2 separate regions of the Capra hircus genome follow, and region 2 is linked to region 1. A link is a contact called in public Hi-C data. All regions are on one chromosome and are shown on one strand. Each heading gives the region's core, a stretch centred on a gene start, on an enhancer-like site or on the middle of the called end of the contact. The rest is flanking DNA. Distances are from core to core; before and after follow the strand shown.

What was found. A called contact is a pair of places that touch in the nucleus more often than the background predicts.
Region 2: a Hi-C map of blood shows a contact between it and region 1, with 4 times the contacts expected there. The contact joins two enhancer-like sites. A contact is called at or near these places in 2 of 5 Hi-C or Micro-C datasets (both in blood).

Annotation. Positions count from the first base shown.
Region 1 is chr13:78,736,107-78,739,069 of ARS1.2, reverse strand. No RefSeq gene overlaps it. Among named protein-coding and RNA genes, the nearest start is that of NFATC2, 180 kb to the left of the region's middle. Within about 2 kb of position 1,504, at least 3 of the 5 cell types and tissues checked have an H3K27ac peak or open chromatin away from gene starts, as enhancers often do.
Region 2 is chr13:78,943,693-78,946,655 of ARS1.2, reverse strand. It overlaps ATP9A (probable phospholipid-transporting ATPase IIA), which reads left to right. Exons shown (of 28, transcript XM_018058040.1): 28 at 1-209. Among named protein-coding and RNA genes, the nearest start is that of NFATC2, 27 kb to the right of the region's middle. Within about 2 kb of position 1,480, at least 2 of the 5 cell types and tissues checked have an H3K27ac peak or open chromatin away from gene starts, as enhancers often do.

The sequences.
Region 1 (2,963 bases), core at 255-2,754:
CTGTGCCTGGACCATGGCAGGCATTCCCTCGATATTTCTGGAAGGAAGGGAGGGAGGGAGGAAGAAAGGAAGGGAGGGAGGCGCAGTTTCCATTCTCAGGAAGCTCCCGCTTAAGGGGGGGAAATAGGTCTTACTGACCGTTGCAGGTTAAATGGGGCCTCGTGGTGGTGCTGGAGGTAAAGGACCCGCCTGCCCAATGCAGGAGATGTAAGAGACGCGGGTTCGATCCCTGGGTCAGGAAGATCTCCTGGAGGAGGAGATGGCAACCCACTCCAGTATTTTTACCATGGAAAAATCCCATGGACAGAGGAGCCTGGCGGGCTACAGGCCATGAAGTCTCAAAGAGTCAGACATGACTGAGCATGCGTGCACACAACTGACCTTGGTCAGCCTCAGCTTTCTGCTGCTGGCCAGCCCCTGTAGCCAACTTCCTCCCCTCTCCTATCACCGCCGACCTTGAACCCCACTCACGTCCTGCTCACCACCTCTGACACCCCTTTGCCACCTCACCGGCTCAGAGCTTCTCCCGCGGGGCTGAGCAGGCTTTGCCTCGGGCTCTGTGTTCCCAGGGGGACCTCTGATTCTGCCACCAGATAGCCCCACCCAAGTGGGTCCGGGGCTTTGACCTTCCACTCTGACCTCCCAGCTCCTGAGAAGTACTGACAACGCCGCTCAGACCGCAAACTCCAGGAGTGCCTGCCTGACAGGATGCTGCTGGACGGACAGCTCCGTGAGAACGGCGTGGTCTGTAACGACTCTAATATCGGCCGGCATTGCATGAGGATGACCACGACGAGGACAAGCGTCCCTGTCGCCCCCGGCTGGCCCCAGGTCAGTGCGCTTTCCGGGCAGCTGATGGGGGACGGCACCCCAGCTTTGACTGAGGCCGGTGCCCCCCGCCCCTCGCAGTCCCTGGCCTCCGTCCGCCGCGACCCTTCTCATGCTCGGTTTCTGCGGTGCTGGCGGATGTTTTGAAAATGATGCGCGCATACTTCTGAGGTCAACTTCTAATCAAAAACGACTTCTAGACGGTGCCCTGGTTTAAAAAGAGAGAAAGAAGAAATTGAGTGAGTCATCATCCAAACCATTTGAATGAAACAAAGACACAACAAACTCTGCTTTCCTCTTGCGCCAGAACAGATTACCTCAGCCCTGCAGGGCCCAGCTGGAGGGAATTAAGGGCGATCTCCGGCTCCCCAGATAGGAGGGCGGCGCAGACCCGCCGTGACTCACGGCGAGAACCACAGGGACGCAGTCGCTTCGGGCAGAGTCTGGAGCCCTCGCCGGGCCTGCGGCTGGGTCGGCAGCTCCAGAGGGGGCTCTGGGGGCCGGGCGCTGATGAGCGGGGGACACAGGAGGCCAAGCGGTTGCAGACCCTCTGGGGGGGGCGTGAAGAGACCCCGACATTGCAGGGACTGCCACCCCCCAGTACCTTCCAGGGAGCTGGAGGACGCTGCCAGACCTAGGCAGGGGGCCACAGATGTCCCCAGCACCCCCGCTGAGGGTGCGAGTCGCGGTGCCAGCAAGTCCTCTTTAGGCTCTCCCAGGGCCCGCCTTCCAACACCCTTGCCCTGTGGCAGAGGGACAAACAGCCATTTCCTGGAGTCGTGGGCTTCCTTCTGGCAAACTGCGTCTGCCAAGGTTCTGAACTTGGAAGACTTTGCCAGACAGACTTTTCCTGGGAGTGGGAGGGAGGCTTGACTGGACACAAGAGAGGGGACAGGCTGAGCTGGCTGCGAGAGGGGGGCTCCGGGCCGCCCCCGCCCCCGCCCCCGGCCCACGAGTGTTACTCCAAAAGGTGCAGCTTCCCTTCAGGGTCGTCAGGATGAGGCAACACGTTGAGAGGATTAATTTGGGGGAGAAATTGAACTTGTTTCTAAAACGATAGCAATAATACATAATAAAACATTTTGTTTCAACAATAAAAATGAAGTATTAGCTGCAAACATGAAGACAAATGTAATATCTCAGCATATAAATATCCGGGGGGGGGTGCCAAAAAGTAAAGTGTAACACCAGAAGTCTTTTTCCACCAGAGACCTCTCTCCTGCCCCCTCCCCAGGGGGGTCAATTCTTGGCTCAGGTTTTCTAGTTTTTCTGATGGTGAAATTTTGAAATTGAAGTTGCTCAGTCGTGTCCGACTCTTTGTGACCCCAGGGACTGTAGCCCAGCAGGCTCCTTCATCCATGGAATTTTCCAGGCAAGAGTACTGGAGTGGATTGCCATTTCCTTCTCCAGAGGATCTTCCCTACCCAGGGATCGAACCCGGGTCTCCCGCATTGCAAGCAGATGTTTTTACCATCTGAGCCACGAGGGTTTTCCTTTAATAATATGTCTACTTCTACTTCTGAATTATTCATCCTTGCTGTGCTTAGTCGGAGAAGGCAACGGCACCCCACTCCAGCACTCCATGACTTTCGCTTTTCACTTTCATGCATTGGAGAAGGACATGGCAACCCACTCCAGTGTTCTTGCCTGGAGAATCCCTGGGATGGGGGAACCTGGTGGGCTGCCGTCTATGGGGTCGCACAGAGTCAGACACGACTGAAGCGACTTAGCAGCAGCAGCAGTGCTTAATCACTCAGTCATATCTGACTCTTCAAGACCCCATGGACTGCAGCCTGCCAGGCTCCTCTGTCCATGGGGATTCTCCAGGCAACAAGGCTGAAGTGGGTTGCCATTCCCTTCTCCAGGGGATCTTCCTAATCCAGGGATTGAATCCAGGTCTCCCGCATTGCAGACGGATTCTTTTAGATGGTATTGAACAATTCCTTCCACTGAAAGATAAAGAAATTAGGGCAGTTATTCTGACTTCACTCTGTTGTTACCTCTTACCTCCTAAGCATGTTAGTTATGTTAGTGTTACTTCGCAGACCCTCAGATCAGTATGTCTGAATTCAAATCCCACCTCCGCCATTTTTGCTGGATGACTTTGGACAAGTTACTTAACCTCTCTGTGTTCC
Region 2 (2,963 bases), core at 231-2,730, 210 kb before region 1:
GTAATCCTCTCGGCAAATATTCACCAGGACAGCGTTTTTTTGATTAGAGAGAAGCTCTGGTACAGAACTTGAATTTAGCAGGAACTCCCAGATGAGTTAAATTCTTGATGCCGTGATGACACACATGTGATCCTGCGTGATTCTGAACGGTTCTGTTTTGTCTGCCAGCGTGGCCCGTTGCTGTTGCCCAATAAAGCTTGTGTACTTTATGCCTTCGGGGATCATTTTAATTTGTGCAGAAACATGAAATTCTGGTGTCAGAATGAGAGCTTTTTATGATAATGCTCCTATTTTGTGTGTGTCTTGTGGTACATAAAAAGTAAAGAGCTTTTTCTCTGGGTGAAGAACTGTTTCAATTTCAGCAAAAAAAACCACAAATCCATGCATTATTTATTATTCTGTACTGTTGCCTATTCCAGACATGTTAGAACTTCAAAAAATGATCTCTATTAAAAAAGGCAAACATTTATTTTATGATTCATATTTTATTTATACCCACAGTCTTTGATTGCTTTGAGTATGTTTTATCGGGGGCTTCCCTGATGGCTCAGTGGTAAAAAATCCGCCTGCCAATGCCGAAGACACGGGTTCAATCCCTGAGTCAGGAAGATTCCCCCAGAGGAGAAAATGGCAACTCATTCCAGTATTCTTGCCCAGAAAATCCCATAGACAAGAGAAGCCTGGCGGGCTGCATACGGTCCATGGAGTCACAAAGAATCAGACACAACTGAGCAACTAAACACCAATCTTTTGTTAAGTGATCGAGGATTCAGGATCCCATGAAATAAGTCACTTAAGTTTTAGGGAAAAGAGGTTTTGAAGCTATTGTGTAGAATGCAGGGGATATTGTGTTTCATTCAGTATGTTTGTCAACCAGGGGCGATTTTGTCCTGCAGGGGACACGGGCAATGTCTGAAGTCATTTTTGGTTGTCACAGCTTGTGGGGTGTGCTCTGCTGGGATCCAGTGAGGACCGTGCAGGGATGCCGCAGGTCACCCTACATGTCACCGGGCAAGCCCACCCACCACAGAGGATCACCCAACCCAGCATCCGAAGTGTTGCGGCTGAGAAACCCACCCGCAACCTGCACGCGTCAGTTTTGCCCTTTGTAGGAGCCTTCATTTCCAGAGGAGCCCAGCAGTAAAACTCCCTGTCTCAAGAAGCCAGTTAGCATCCAGCGGGCCAAATGTTTTAATTAGCAGCTCTTTGCAGTGCAGGCTGCTGGTGTCCTCTCGCTGGCTGTCAGCTGAAAGGGCCGTTCTCAGTTTACGGATTAGAGATGGGATTTTACATTAGCTGTGCCTGCGTCACCAGCGGCTCCCTGGGCCCATGTGGGACGCATGCGCTCCAGGGCAGAGGGACGGTACTTTTCCTAACCGCATGCGGTCGATGTAAAGGCTTCAGACCACATTTGCCTGCTGTGAAATTCCACGACCGTGCAGGCACTGCTCCCGCCGCGCCGCTAGGGGGCACCTGAGGCTCAAAGACCTTTCTATTTCCTGTTTTCACCAGCCTGCCGAGCCCTCCATACCTGACGGTTCTGCTTAAAGATGCTGCTTTCATAGCTTCAGAATTTTGTTTCACGGCCAACGGCTCCGTTAAAAACAGACATTTCTTTTTATGTTGTTGACCGGACTGTTTTGCTGGACTTAGCTTGAAAAAAAAAAAAAAAGGCAGCAAGATGGGAGCAGGGTGAGATGAATATTTATTTGATCTTGGATATTTGCATTTTTGAATAATTGGCAACTGAGAAGCCTTGCCCTCCTCGCTGCTCTTCGGGCTAATAAGGTTTAGAGACGAAATGTTCCATCACCCCAAGTACTTTAGCTGTTTTTGTTATGAAACTTTTCAGGGTGACATGAAACCCTGCGGTATTTGTGAGCTGATCTGTAAATGATGGATTTGCTCACCTCAAAATAGAACTGTAGTCGCTCCAGACTTTCCACAAGTCGGAGCACAGTAACAGAATTCATTCAGGACTTGCTAATTTCCTACTTTAAATGGGTTACATAACAGAACGGTCCCGCCTTCTCGCCTCTCAAAACTACCCATGAAGTGATGGTGAGATATATCGTTAAAAGCTAGAAATAGCTTTGCTAAACTCTGGGAAAAAGATGAGGTGTTTTTTTTTTCTTCTTCTTCTAATAGTCCCCCCTTCCCTTTTTTCATCCAAACATTGCATAATGTTAAAAAAAAAAAGTCAAATCTTTCCGTGGGATTTAATTTCATTCTCCATGTGGCTGTGGTCGGACGGGTAACTTAAGTACTTTGGGGGCTGGCAGATTTTTGGAGGGTCACACACACCCGGATCGGTTTTCATCTGAAGCTTTAGCAGAGAAAGACACCCGATCCTGGGGTTTTTCCCCTTCCCTCCCTCCCTCCCCGCACCGCCATCCCCCCCACCCCCCACCCCCCCCTTTTGTGGATGAGTTATCTACAACGTAGCATCTTTTCAGAAAGCCTGCCTTCTCGTAGGAATGCCAGAGTAAGGCCACACTCCACTTTCCTTATTGAGGTTTTGATTTTGAAATGGATTTGCCTTAAAATTTGGGGTAACTGAATCATATGTAAGGTCCCAGCCCCACAACCTACGCTCAGTGACCAGCCAGGTCTCATATCTTAGAGCTCAACCTGCAAGTTCTTTTGCTTACATTGGGAGTTTGATGTTTCCAAGAGATTTAAGAACTTTTTTTTTCCCTTTTATTGGGTCTAGATAAACCCACGAATATATATTATTTTACTTCCTTCCAGAAAGATTGCCGAATCCAAAAAACAAGGGATCAGAGTTCTGTGGAATATGCTGATATTTTCATTTATTCTTTTGCTAAATATTTACTGAGCACCTACTATGTGCCGGGTACTGTTCTTTGGGCTGGAGGCACAGGGGAGAGCAAGATGGATAATCCCTGCCCTCATAATGATTATCGTCTTCTGTGTGGGAGAGACAGGGGACATGCAGATAG